4 separate regions of the Mus musculus genome follow, and all the other regions are linked to region 4. A link is a contact called in public promoter capture Hi-C data. All regions are on one chromosome and are shown on one strand. Each heading gives the region's core, a stretch centred on a gene start, on an enhancer-like site or on the middle of the called end of the contact. The rest is flanking DNA. Distances are from core to core; before and after follow the strand shown.

Region 1 (2,879 bases), core at 163-2,662, 1.1 Mb before region 4:
CTGGAACTTAAAGGAATCAGACCCTCCTTCTTCATCAAAATCTCTAAAAAAAACCGTGATGATTGACAACTTTAAAGTCTGGATTTGAGCCACACCTAGAGCTATCCTTTCCCTCTGACTTCTGCAATGGCTATTGTGACTTCTCTAATAACATCTATCCCCAAGGGTGGCCTAAGGATTAAATAAAATACTTAAAATGTTACCCGTACGTCCTAGGCAGTCCATATATTTTCATTCATTTAGGTGTGGAGTCCTACATTTAAAGCCTCTGGGCAAAAAGGGACCTAACAGAGGTGCGAAGTTGACATCCCAGTAACCAGAACAATTTTAGACTTGCTAGACTGCAGCAGGAGCGGGAGGGGAGGTCTAGGGTAGATCATTGTTGCAGCGGGAGAGACACCTTCCTGGTCTGGAGGGTGGAGCACCCACAGGTAGGAGTATAGGTTTGGCGGAGGGAAGTTGAGGGCGTTCCCGTGCAAACACCTTTTGTGCAGGAGGCCAAAGAAAGGGCAGAGTGCTTGCCAAAGGGGGCAGGAAACGCCTGTAAGCAAGTGAAACCTTCCTAACCCTTCTATGGTTGGTTGTGGGAAGATGAAGTTTTATCTCTACGGAGTTTGGAGAAAGCGGAGAATCTTGCCCGCAGAGGGCGCAAGAGCAACGTACCCCGACCGCAGAAAGACGTGGGGAGCGGAGTCTTAGAGATTAGAGGACGCCAGGCCTTAGAGGGCAGGGGGCGTGGCAACTGGAAAAATGGCGGGGGAAGTTGTGTGTAATAGTCCTGAGTGGTGGGACTGCTAAAGCAGCATTGGGTGGGTTAAGGGACAGTCAGCGAGGGACAAACCAGAGGGAGGTGGGAGATAGGTGGAGCGTTTGGGAGAGTGAGGGGCGGGACATGGGCGTGGTGCGGCGGGATTCGCCACTGAAGGATGAGTACGGGGCGTGGTCTGAGCAAGGTGGGGAACCACAAGCGCTCCGGTGGGCCTGCCCCACCTACGTCTCCCTGGGCCCCACCTCTTTTCCGGCCAGGAGAGTTTCTGCGTGTACCTGAGTTTCGGTGTGTACCTGAGTTTTTGGGTCTTGGGTTGCCATGTTGGAGCCCCTGCGGCAGAGGTTCCCGCGTGAAAGCGGGGACTACTTTATGCAGAGCTGTCCACTCTCAGCTCCTGTGGGTATCTGAAGGAGTCCCCAGGGAGGATCAGCCCGCGGCTTTCGCAGCCGACTCCCCTAGAGGGTCGTTTTGGTCTACAAAAGTCCTAGCATCCTGTTTCTCCTTCGGCTCCTCCCCGATTCCCTCCCCCCACAGTGTTCCCAGCCTCGCGCGCTCCCGGAGCCCACCCCCTCTTTTGGGCGCCAGGCCCCGCCCCCCGCCCCCTTTCCTCTGCCTCAAAGTTTATTTGCAACAAAAGGGAGCAGAGAGCTAGCTGCTTAGAGGGAGGGAAAGGGAGCTGGAGCGGGAGCTCGAGGGGAGGCAGGCGGGCCGCCGGGCTTGGCAGGCGGACTTTGAGTGCAGGAACCGAGCCTTAGGCCCCTCACCGGCAGGACCGCGATGTCCCTGGCCTCTCCCGCAGAGGCTAAGGCTGGGCCTGGGGTCGCCGCAGGGGCGAGAGGGGCCGCCCAGGATGGAACTCCTGCCTTTTGTAGCCGCGGAAACTTGATCTTCGACTGATAAACCTCTGCTCACGTCTCCGCACCCTCCTCCACAGCCGCCGCACGCTGCGGGTGCAGGACCCAGGCTCTCGGACCGTGGCCACTGCGCGCCCTCGGAGTGGGAGTGCAGGGGGGGTTGGCCGCGGCGTCCCGAGGCCAGCCCCCCCGGAGTGACTAGCACCAACCATGGCGGACGGGTCACCTCGACCCCCACTTTATCGCAGCGTCTCGTTTAAACTGCTGGAGCGCTGGAGCGGCGGACCGGGGCCGAGGGAGGAGGACGCGGACACCCCTGGGTTGCGGCGCCGAGCTTCGTGCCGGCCAGCCGCGGCAGTCCCGGGCCAGCCCTCCCGGCGCGTGTCCAAGCTGGCGTCGGGGCCCCCGGCCGCCCCCGCGCAGCCGCGCCCGCTCCGCAGCCTCTCGCCATCGGTGCGCCAGCTCTCCCGGCGCTTCGACGCGGCGGGTCTGGACGACGACTCCACTGGTACCCGGGACGGGGGCTGCTCCTCCGGCACCACAGAAGAAGCTGCGGAAGGCTCTGAACGTGGGGCCTGGCCCAGCGTCACAGAGATGCGCAAACTCTTCGGCGGTCCGAGCTCCAGACGACCCAGTATGGACTCTGAGGCCCTGGGGTCGACCAGCCCCGACAGAGTTTCGTGGGAGCCCCCAACTCGCGATCCCCGGCAACCTCCGACGCCACCTCCTCGAACGTGCTTTCCTCTGGCTGGCCTGCGTTCTGCGCGGCCGCTGTCCGGGCCCGGGATCGAGGGGAGGCGACGTCGGCAGCACCAGCAACAGGAGCGGGCGCAGCGTCCGGCGGATGGTTTACATTCTTGGCATAGCTTCTCCCAACCGCAGGCCGGGGCCCGGGCCTCCTCCTCCTCCTCCATTGCCTCCTCCTATCCTGTCAGCCGCAGCCGGGCTGCTAGTTCCAGCGAGGAGGAAGAGGAGGGACCGCAGTCGCAGCTTGGGCCTCAGAGTCCGGCCTACCTCGGCGGCCACTCTTCGGGCAGTGACGAGGACCCAAATGGTGAGGATGGCCGTCGCTGGAGAGGGAGAGGTCTCCGGCCTGGACGCTCTCAGTTGGTTCACGGCTGCAGCCAGGACAGTGACGAGCTAAATCCGGGAGGCTTGGGATCAGCGGGGGGTGTCGGGAGCCCCGAACCTCCGACGTCTCCAAGAACCTCAATGGATGAGTGGGGTACTGGTACACAGCCATGCCTCCCAGGTCC
Region 2 (2,794 bases), core at 152-2,651, 1.5 Mb before region 4:
GCCAGCCACAGTCCTAAAGGCCTGCTGCAGGCTCAGAGCCTGATAGAGCCACTGGGCAGGGACAGAGAGGACTAGAGGAATTGAGAAGGAAGGAATCTCATCCTCTGCACCCAAGAGTGCAGAAAGTAGAGCAGAAGACCCATCGCGGGCTAGAGAACCCCGGGTGAAGGAGGAAGTGGGCCGTTCACCTACCTAGTGGGTCAAACTAAGGGTCCAAGCAGAAGCTACTCTGAAAGACAGACCTTTGAGAGACACTATTCCCCTAAGTGTACCTGGCCATCACCCATCTCCCAAACACACAGGCATGCCTAGGTTAGAACCCGGGTCATATGGCCCATGTGTGTCCTCTGGTTTATATTAGGAGACTCTGAGCTCACATGCACCCCTCTATGGGTCCCTGGTCTGAGTATGGGCGAGGAGATTCCTGTGAGAGACAGTTCGGGAGGAGTGGAGGCTGCAGGTACCACAGGGCAATCCTACCTTGATCTTGTGCAGAGTTCGATCCATCTCCACAGCCTGCACCCACACAGACACGCCGGCCTTGCTGTAGGTCAGGTTCCAGCCCACCTCGGCCTCACACTCTGACCGGAAACTGCGGAAGTCCTGGTCATCGGGCACCTGGACACTTTCACGGCCCAAGGCGGGCCGAGACCCTTGGGGTTCTGTTGAGGCAGCTGGCTTTTCCATAGGGAGCGTGGGGAGGCCCGGGGCCCTGGTCCTAGTCCGACTCTCCTGGGTCCTCCGCGGAGGCTCAGACAACGTCGACGCGGCTGCAGATGCTGACGCCACCTTCCTGGGACCTGCAAGACCGGTTTGGGGACCAGAGTCAGTGCGCTGGGGGCGCGGGTGGGGCTAGCCGGGGTCCCGGACCAGCGGACAGCTTGAAAAGGGCAGGTACTGGCCCCAGGCGGTTGTGCACCGGCACAGGACAGTCACTTGGGCCACCCTCCCACAAGGAGCGACCTCATACTTCCCTGGAGCGGCAGTAGGATTGCTGCGTAGCGGGTGCAGGAGCCCGCGAGAGCCGGGCGGGACTCTGGGGGATCGCAAGTGCGGGTCTGGCACGGAGTCCTCGCGCGGTGCTGGCCGGACTCGCACAACTAACTCAGCAGCAAGCCGCGCGGGGCCGTGGTGGGGGCGGGTGTGGTGGCGGAGTCTCACCTGTGCGGGCTTCTCTGCCGGGGCCCGCCGGGGCCGGTGTGCGAGCTCTTCCGCCGCCGCCGCTGCCTCCGCTGCCCGGGCGACCGGGGGCCGCGCGGGGACCCTGGGGGGAGGAGCAGTGGGTCCCGCCGCCGGCCCCGCCCCGCTCCGCGCCCCCCGCCCCGCGCGCCCCCTCCGCCCTCCTCCCTCCCGCTAGGCTCGGGGCTCCCGGGCTCCGCTCGCCTCGCTCGGTATTTTCCAGGCTGCGGAGGTAAGAACTGCGGGAGCACCGAGCCCCGCCCCGCCCCGCCCCGCCGGGTCCTAGCGCCCGCCCCCGTAAGCCCCGGGGAAGGGGCAAAGTCCGGGGAGAGATGTAGACTATCAGAGGACCGGGGACCTGTGAGCAGGAACCACATAGCGAAGTAACAAAGTAGCCTGGGCTCTCAGAGTAAGGTTGAGGTGCCAAGAGAGATTCTGGAAGTTAACTGAGAGCCTCTTCTCTACTCTTCGCTCCCACCCTTGCAGGTACACGCTTCTGCAACAGCTTATTCACACACACAACACTTCAGAGATTCAAGGGTGGGCACACACCCTCATGACAATTGAAAGACTAACTAGCAGGAATAGGGATGACAGCCCCTCAGTAACTAAATTAGAAATGGCGACAGCCTGCAAGCCCCAAGAACCAAGAGCATAACAAGCCTCCTCCACACACCCAACTCAATTTTCCAGTAGGGTGTGCAAACCCAGCCGGAAGTTGATCCGACTTTAAAGGCTCAAGGTTCAAAGGCTGGCCAGAATTTGGCAAAATTTCCACTTCAGCCTCACTCTGGCCAGAGAGAGGTCCTGAGCCAGCAACCTCTTACATCCCTATTTGGCAGCTTCCAAACCCACCCCTCTTTAGCTCTCAGCCATTTACCCACACCTCCCCTAGGCGAAGACCAGTTCTCAAAAGCACAGGGCTGCAGAACACTGGAGCACAGGCCCCCTCCACCCCTCTGTAGAATAGAGTGGACCAGAGCTCTACTCTGTAGCCTGATGTAAATTCTGTCCACTAACTCTTCTGCCTACTCTTCCATTCTGGGAGCCCTGTCCCATCTACCCAGTGAAAGCTAGGGCCAGGCCAGTATGAGCATGGCAGTCTTGTCACTGTCTGGGCCAGAGACGAGCAGGGAAAGCCTTTGGTGTGCTCCTCTGGATATTAGGAGCAATAAGTGACTACCACTGACCTAGTAGTACCAGAGTCTGCTAATGGCTATTCCCACCAGTGCCAGAGTACCAAGCCTCTGCCACCCAGGCTCCTTCTGTGCCCTCTGCATTCTCCCCCTGGTCCCTCAGAAGTCACCTCTTATCTCCACCATGTAGATTTCTTTTCTTACAGGTGTTAAAAGAAAACCGCAGACTCAGCACTGTAGGTTCACAAATAGATGTGCTTTTTTTTTTTTTTCCCTGAAGTGCTCAGGGCTCTGAGATCTTTGTAAATCATGCCCACTTTTAAAATAAGCAGGAAACTGGATGTGGTAGCACAGACCTATAATCCCAGCTACTCAGGAGACTGGGGAGGAAGACCCAAAGTTTAAGGCTTTCCCTGGGCTGCATATTCCGTTCAAAACCAGCACAGGCAACAAAGTAAGACTTTGCCCCCCCACCCCAA
Region 3 (2,936 bases), core at 428-2,927, 1.5 Mb after region 4:
CCCAGCTGGGTTTGAACTCAGAGATCTGCCTGCCTCTGCTTTTTGAGAGTGCTGGGATTAAAGGCATGAGCCACCACTGTCTAGCTTAACTAATGTGATATATATATATATATCACATATTTAAAGCAAATACAGATGTACCTTGACTTTCAATGGTTCACCTCTGCTAAACCTATTTGAATGACATCCAATTGTGAATAATGATGCACATCTCTGGCCCCCTCCCCTTTGGTTGCAGCTCACCAGACTCATTTAGAAAATAACAATTGTATATCCCTGTTCTGCACAGTGTGGCCAGGCAGAATCTTGCAGGCTGGCTCACAAAGTATGGGAAGTGTCTCTATTCATGGTGTCATGAGTGTGGGATACGAAGGAAGGACAAAAGGCTCTCAGGTGTGAAAGCCAGGGAGGTCTTCAAGGAGCAAAATTTTAAACAAAAGTGGGAGAGTCGGCATCTTCATAGCAGGGGGAAAGTTTGATGGAGCTGAACACAAAAGGCAGCAGGATGTATCCATTATTTTTTAAGTTTTTACTTCTTCTTCTTCTTCTTCTTCTTCTTCTTCTTCTTATTATTATTATTATTATTATTATTATGCCCCCCCCCCAGTGTGTGTGTGTGTGTAGACACGTGTGCTATGTTGCCTGTACGGAGGTCTGGGGGCAACTTTATGAAGTCGGTTCTCTCCTTGTATTTTACATGGGTTCTTGAGATCAGGTTCAGCCTGCCAGGCTTGCATGGTAAGTGCCTTTAGCCAAACCCGTTGAGCCATCTCACGGACTTTAATAGCCCAGTGTGGAGGTGACAAGGGAGAAAAGCTCACTAAAGAGGCAGAAAATGCTGTGCATGGCCTAAAGGGAAGCCACAGACTTTTTAGTACTTTACTCAGTGTACACGTTTTTTTTTTTTTTTAAGAAAAGATTTGTTTGTTTGTTTGCTTATTTATTTATTTATTTATTTATTTGTTGTATGTGGGTACACTGTAGCTGCCTTCAGACACACCAGAAGAGGGCATTGGTTCTTATTACAGATGGTTGTGAGACACCATATGGTTGCTGGAAATTGAACTCAGGACCTCTGGAAGTCCAGTCAACGGTCCTAACAGCGGAGCCCCTCAGTGTATACTTTTAAAGGATCCTAATACCTGGTTTTTGTTCTGTACATTCTGACTTGTCCCTTTCACTCAGAATGACTTCCTGGGTATCTCTGGAGCTGCCTGGGGGTGTTGTTACTAGTCTCCTCCCTCGTTGGAGGTCCGTGGTCTGAGTTAGACACTGAGGTGTCTCATTGTGCAAGTTTAATCTTGACAGAGAAAGGTTTCTTCTCATTCTTGCCCCAATTAAAACAGACTGCCCTCACACTAATAGAGGCTTGGTCCCATCCTGACGGAAAAGTGGGTCCTGGAAGCCTCCCAACTTACTTCACCCTCACGTCGGGGTCGGCCGGGTTCCCCCCGCCCCTTTCCCTAACTCCTCTGGCTGATAACAACCTCTCCCACTTCTCCGGATTCCCACCCAGGGTCCAAGAGCTACAGATCAGCCCCGCACGATCAGGATGGGTCATTTGCGCCTGCCCCGGGAGCGGTGGGTGGGACTGGGCAGGGAGCGGGACGGGCCAGAGGCTCGGTGGGCGGGGCCTGCCTCTGGGCAGGTTCAGTGACGGCTCTAGCCCCGCCCCTGCCCTTTGGGTAAGGGAGGAGGAAGCCGGAGAGCGCGCTTTGCCTGAGCCGGCCCGAGAGCGGCTGAGCAGGGTGTGTGGGGCGTCAGCGCGATGGCTCCGGCTGTGGACCGCAAAGGCTATTGGGGCCCCACGACCTCCACATTGGACTGGTGTGAGGAGAACTATGTGGTGACCTTGTTCGTCGCTGAGTTCTGTGAGTGGAGCCTGAGGCGAGGGCGCGCGCCGAGGGGAGACGTGTGGGAGAACGCGGAGGGCGAACCTGGCGGCGAGGGTAGGCTCCAGGCCGGGCCCGCGAGCGGCAGCTAGGCGTGCGCGGCCGTGGGAAGCCGGGGAGCCGACGTGGCCGCCAGTGGTGCCTGGACTGGCTTCTGGGGGCCTTCAGGTTGGGGACGAAAGGGACGTACGAGCCGCGCCCGGACCTCGGATGAGAGCGTGAGGCGCGCCGCTGGGAATAGGAGTTCTTACCTGAGCGCGGCCGCTGCCAGGCCGGCCACTGCCCGCCCTGAAGTCGCTCGGGGCTGAGGAGGTCTCTGCCGGGAGGGCCCGAATGCTGCTACCCGGCCTCAGCCAGCCGGGCACAGAGAAGGGGACGCTCACTGGCTTCATCCACCCTCAATCCGGGAATACTCTTCAGGGGCCTTCCCTTCATCTGTCCGTTCTCGGTAGACCACTCACTTCCAGGAGACAGTTACCGTTTCTCAATGCCGGAGCCTCCACCCCCATTCTCACTCCTATTGCCATCCCTACCCGCTGCCTTCTTCTAGAGATCACTGTTCCTCTTGTCCCAGAGGTGGTAGCCAGAGCACCTAGTCACTACTTTCCTCAGCTGCTCTCCCAAGAGACTACCTCTCCCTGCTTCCCCACTGCATCTAGCTTATCAGACTTTCTAGGGGCTAGTGGTCATCTGAGGACACTTATTTCTATGAAAGCACTTTTAGAGTTCACGATTTGCTGCTCCTGGAGACCAGCATTACTAGCCAGATTAGGGTTTTCTCGGGGTGTGTGTGTTTGTGTGTGTGTGTGTTTGTGTTTTCTACATAATTATTCCAACCAGGCAAGAAAGAAATCAGCCACTTCTTCCATCCGCTTTGGTTAGCTTTTGAGAACACGTCCTTTTTTGGTTTCTGGCAAGGAACAGAGAATAGTCTTTGGTTGCTACTGCCTTCTTTTGAATGGATCCACTTTATTAGGCCGTGAGGCAAAACTCTTAGCTAACGTTCTGTACTTAAGTTCTTTTGGAGGACGAGTTTCAGGCCAG
Region 4 (2,828 bases), core at 254-2,753:
TCAGTGTTGTCAGGCTAATCTCTCATTATTTAAAAAGGAATGAAGGAAAATCCCATCCTGTTATGATCTTGTGTCTTAGGAAAGCCCATCCCTTAGAGCGTTCACTGCCGTACCCATGGTATTTGCTCAGGCTCAGGGATTCAAACTCAGTAGGAGTCAATGTTTTTCCATCCTTTAAGTTAATATTCCATCTTTCCCTTCATCTTTTGACAAATTCCTTTATGTTTTACTTGGTTCCAACAAAAAAAATGAGTTTCAATTGTTTCTCTCCATGTGAGTTCTACTTCTGAGTATCAAGTTCACTTCAAAGAAAGAAGACCCCATATTCTTACACTGGAACTAGAGGAGGCAGCCATTTGGGAGAGAAACTCCTAACATGACTGGGATGAAATAAAAGGAAGTCACTTTGCTCCTTGGTGGACAGGGCCCTGCCCCCTGGCATCCTCACAGGCAGAGGAGGAATGGGGTCCGGCCGAATCGGCCCTGCTGTGCTGCTTTCTATCTTACTGTGGTTAGACCCACACTTGGGGGTGTGATTTCTTATATTATAAGGTGAAGGGTGCTATCATACATCTTACTATTATAAGTCAAATACAAGTCACTCCCCACAGGGTAATGCCACTATGCTAAATGTCCTAGTTCATTATGTTAACCTGGTACATAAGGAACCACTGTGAATTTTGATACCAATGTACTCCACATCTTGGTTTTTATGTTTGTTTGTTTGGGTTTTTGTTTTGGTCGTGACTTTTTCATTTTCTTTTTAGTCTCCTCTGGTAGCCTTGTTGACCTGATGGGTTTTGTTTGTTTGTTTGTTTCGGTTTGTTTTTTTGTTTGTTTGTTTGTTTGTGTTGTTGTTGTTTTTTTTTAACAGTCATTTTTAGCTTTCTTTGTCCCCACCCCTGGCTGATCTCTTAGATGCTGCAGTGTGTCAAGAGGGGCCTTTTCCTCTTTTGATTTTGGTAGGTGGGGAAGAATGGGATGGTCCTTGCGTGTGATTGTGAAACAAGAGAATGGATTCAGTACTTGGTGACAGATACATGTATGTAAATGTGTGTAGACAATATACAATAAGTTATCGAAGGTACAGGAGAGTGAACCTAGGACGTTGCACCTGCTAGGCGAGTGCTCTGCCACCTAACTGGTTTCTCGGCTCTGTTTATACTTTTTTTTAAAAATCTTGCGAGAAGGGCAATTGTTCAGGGTGGCCTTAAACTCATTTTGTAGTCCAGACAGATGAAATTTAACAGTCTCTACCACACTAGCAAAGTCCACAGCCCCGCACCACCAGGCCCTGATAAATATATACATTTTGGAACCTTTTGCAAGGAGAATGTCCAGTGCTTTGTGTGAAAACACCCCCTTCCACCTTTTATCTTTTTAGGAGTCCCCTCTGAGCCTCGGAACCTTTGTTCGACAATTAGACTGTCTAGGGAAGTTTTAGGCGGTGATACCTTCCACAGACCAATCGTTAAGGGCGTGGAGAAGCAAGCAGGGCGGGCACTGCGCGGTGAAGGGGCGTGGCCTGGCCGGGGAGGTTGACACCCAGACGCTGCTCTCAGTCCTCTGGCGCCTGCTCCCCAGCGCATTCCTTCTGCTCCTGGGATATTTGTCTCATTACTGCCAGTTCTTGCGCAGCGGTCACTGGGTTCGTTTCAGCGTCTGTGGTTTCTGTCGCTGTTATCCAGTCTCCATCGCCCCAGCTCAGCTTCAGGCCTTCTTCCGAGACTCCACGGGAGAGCCCAGAGAGCCTCCGGAGCCGGTGAGCTGGGGTGAGAGTCACCCGGAATTCGGCCGGGGACTGTGGGGACCTGCATCAGGAAGGAAGACTGAGTCAGCCAGAATCAGCTAGGACCATTCTACTTTTGCTTTCTTCCATCTAAAGCCAAACTTCAGCTGTAGTTTAGAACTGTGGGAACAAACCGAGACTGTGAAGTCTTCTTACTATAGAGGAGTTGTGGGCGACCAAAAAGGTTCCAAGGTGGAATGTTTTTGATACTAGATTTGCAACTGAGTGGTCTCCCCTAAGTTTTCCTCTTCAAACAAGGCTGACTTCAGAAGTCGTGCTAAACTGTACTCTCCCCAAGAAAGAGAATAGAGAGGACTTGGTTGGAAGGTGAGAGAGTATGGAACAGTAATTAATAATCAGAATTATCTGCTAAAGCAAACAACTCCAAAGCAGACCTGTACTAGATTCTTCTCAGCCCCTAGTTCTGAGCACATAGTTTGGGTGAATCCTTTAGGTGTGACCAGGCCACTGTGTTACCACTGTCATCATTATTATTAGAATAATCATAGTGAAAATTAATGACAATTTAATTGTTGAGGTGATGGCAGAACCAAAACTGAATTGTAAAAAGGTCAGCATTCACAATAATTAAAGACATCAATTTGTATAGTGCCTTAACGTTTATAAAGCATTTTTGAATGGTCCTGATAAGTACACATTACTAACCTTTAACAAATGAGAGCCAGTCATGGGGCCTGGCTCCTGTTAATCCAAGCACTCAGGAGGCTGGGGCATGAGAATCACAAGTTCAAGACCAGCCCAGGTGCTAAGAGGAGGTTGTAATTGATAGAATAATGCAGTGCTTAATGATGGGGCTTGGTACTGAGAACACAACAATGATGTGGTTTCATTGTGAGAACTTCATCAGTGTGTATGCACATCGTATGGCTCAGCTAGGCTGTATGGAGAATATATATATATATATATATATATATATATATATATATATATATATTCCATATATATGCCTATTGCGGCTGGAGCCATGATGAGTGAAACATGAAATGAAGTCAAACACAAGAAAAAATGGTGTCAAGAG

Evidence for each region. Promoter capture Hi-C pulls out the DNA fragments that hold promoters and counts their contacts.
Region 1: a promoter capture Hi-C map of liver shows a contact between it and region 4, with 2.8 times the contacts expected there. The contact joins the promoter of Arhgef17 here to the promoter of Neu3 in region 4.
Region 2: a promoter capture Hi-C map of liver shows a contact between it and region 4, with 3 times the contacts expected there. The contact joins the promoter of Stard10 here to the promoter of Neu3 in region 4. A contact is called at or near these places in 4 of 39 promoter capture datasets (erythroid cells, liver and stem cell-derived epiblast-like cells).
Region 3: a contact with region 4 is called in a promoter capture Hi-C map of erythroid cells, with 7 times the contacts expected there. The contact joins the promoter of Acer3 here to the promoter of Neu3 in region 4. A contact is called at or near these places in 2 of 39 promoter capture datasets (erythroid cells and liver).

What each region holds. Positions count from the first base shown.
Region 1 is chr7:100,930,694-100,933,572 of GRCm38.p6, reverse strand. It overlaps Arhgef17 (Rho guanine nucleotide exchange factor (GEF) 17), which reads left to right and starts at 1,412. Exons shown (of 21, transcript NM_001081116.1): 1 at 1,412-2,879. The coding sequence starts at 1,834.
Region 2 is chr7:101,319,720-101,322,513 of GRCm38.p6, reverse strand. It overlaps Stard10 (START domain containing 10), which reads right to left and starts at 1,401. Exons shown (of 7, transcript NM_019990.5): 1 at 1,162-1,401; 2 at 481-800. The coding sequence starts at 687.
Region 3 is chr7:98,308,283-98,311,218 of GRCm38.p6, reverse strand. It overlaps Acer3 (alkaline ceramidase 3), which reads left to right and starts at 1,677. Exons shown (of 11, transcript NM_025408.3): 1 at 1,677-1,871. The coding sequence starts at 1,769.
Region 4 is chr7:99,827,092-99,829,919 of GRCm38.p6, reverse strand. It overlaps Neu3 (neuraminidase 3), which reads left to right and starts at 1,503. Exons shown (of 3, transcript NM_016720.2): 1 at 1,503-1,762.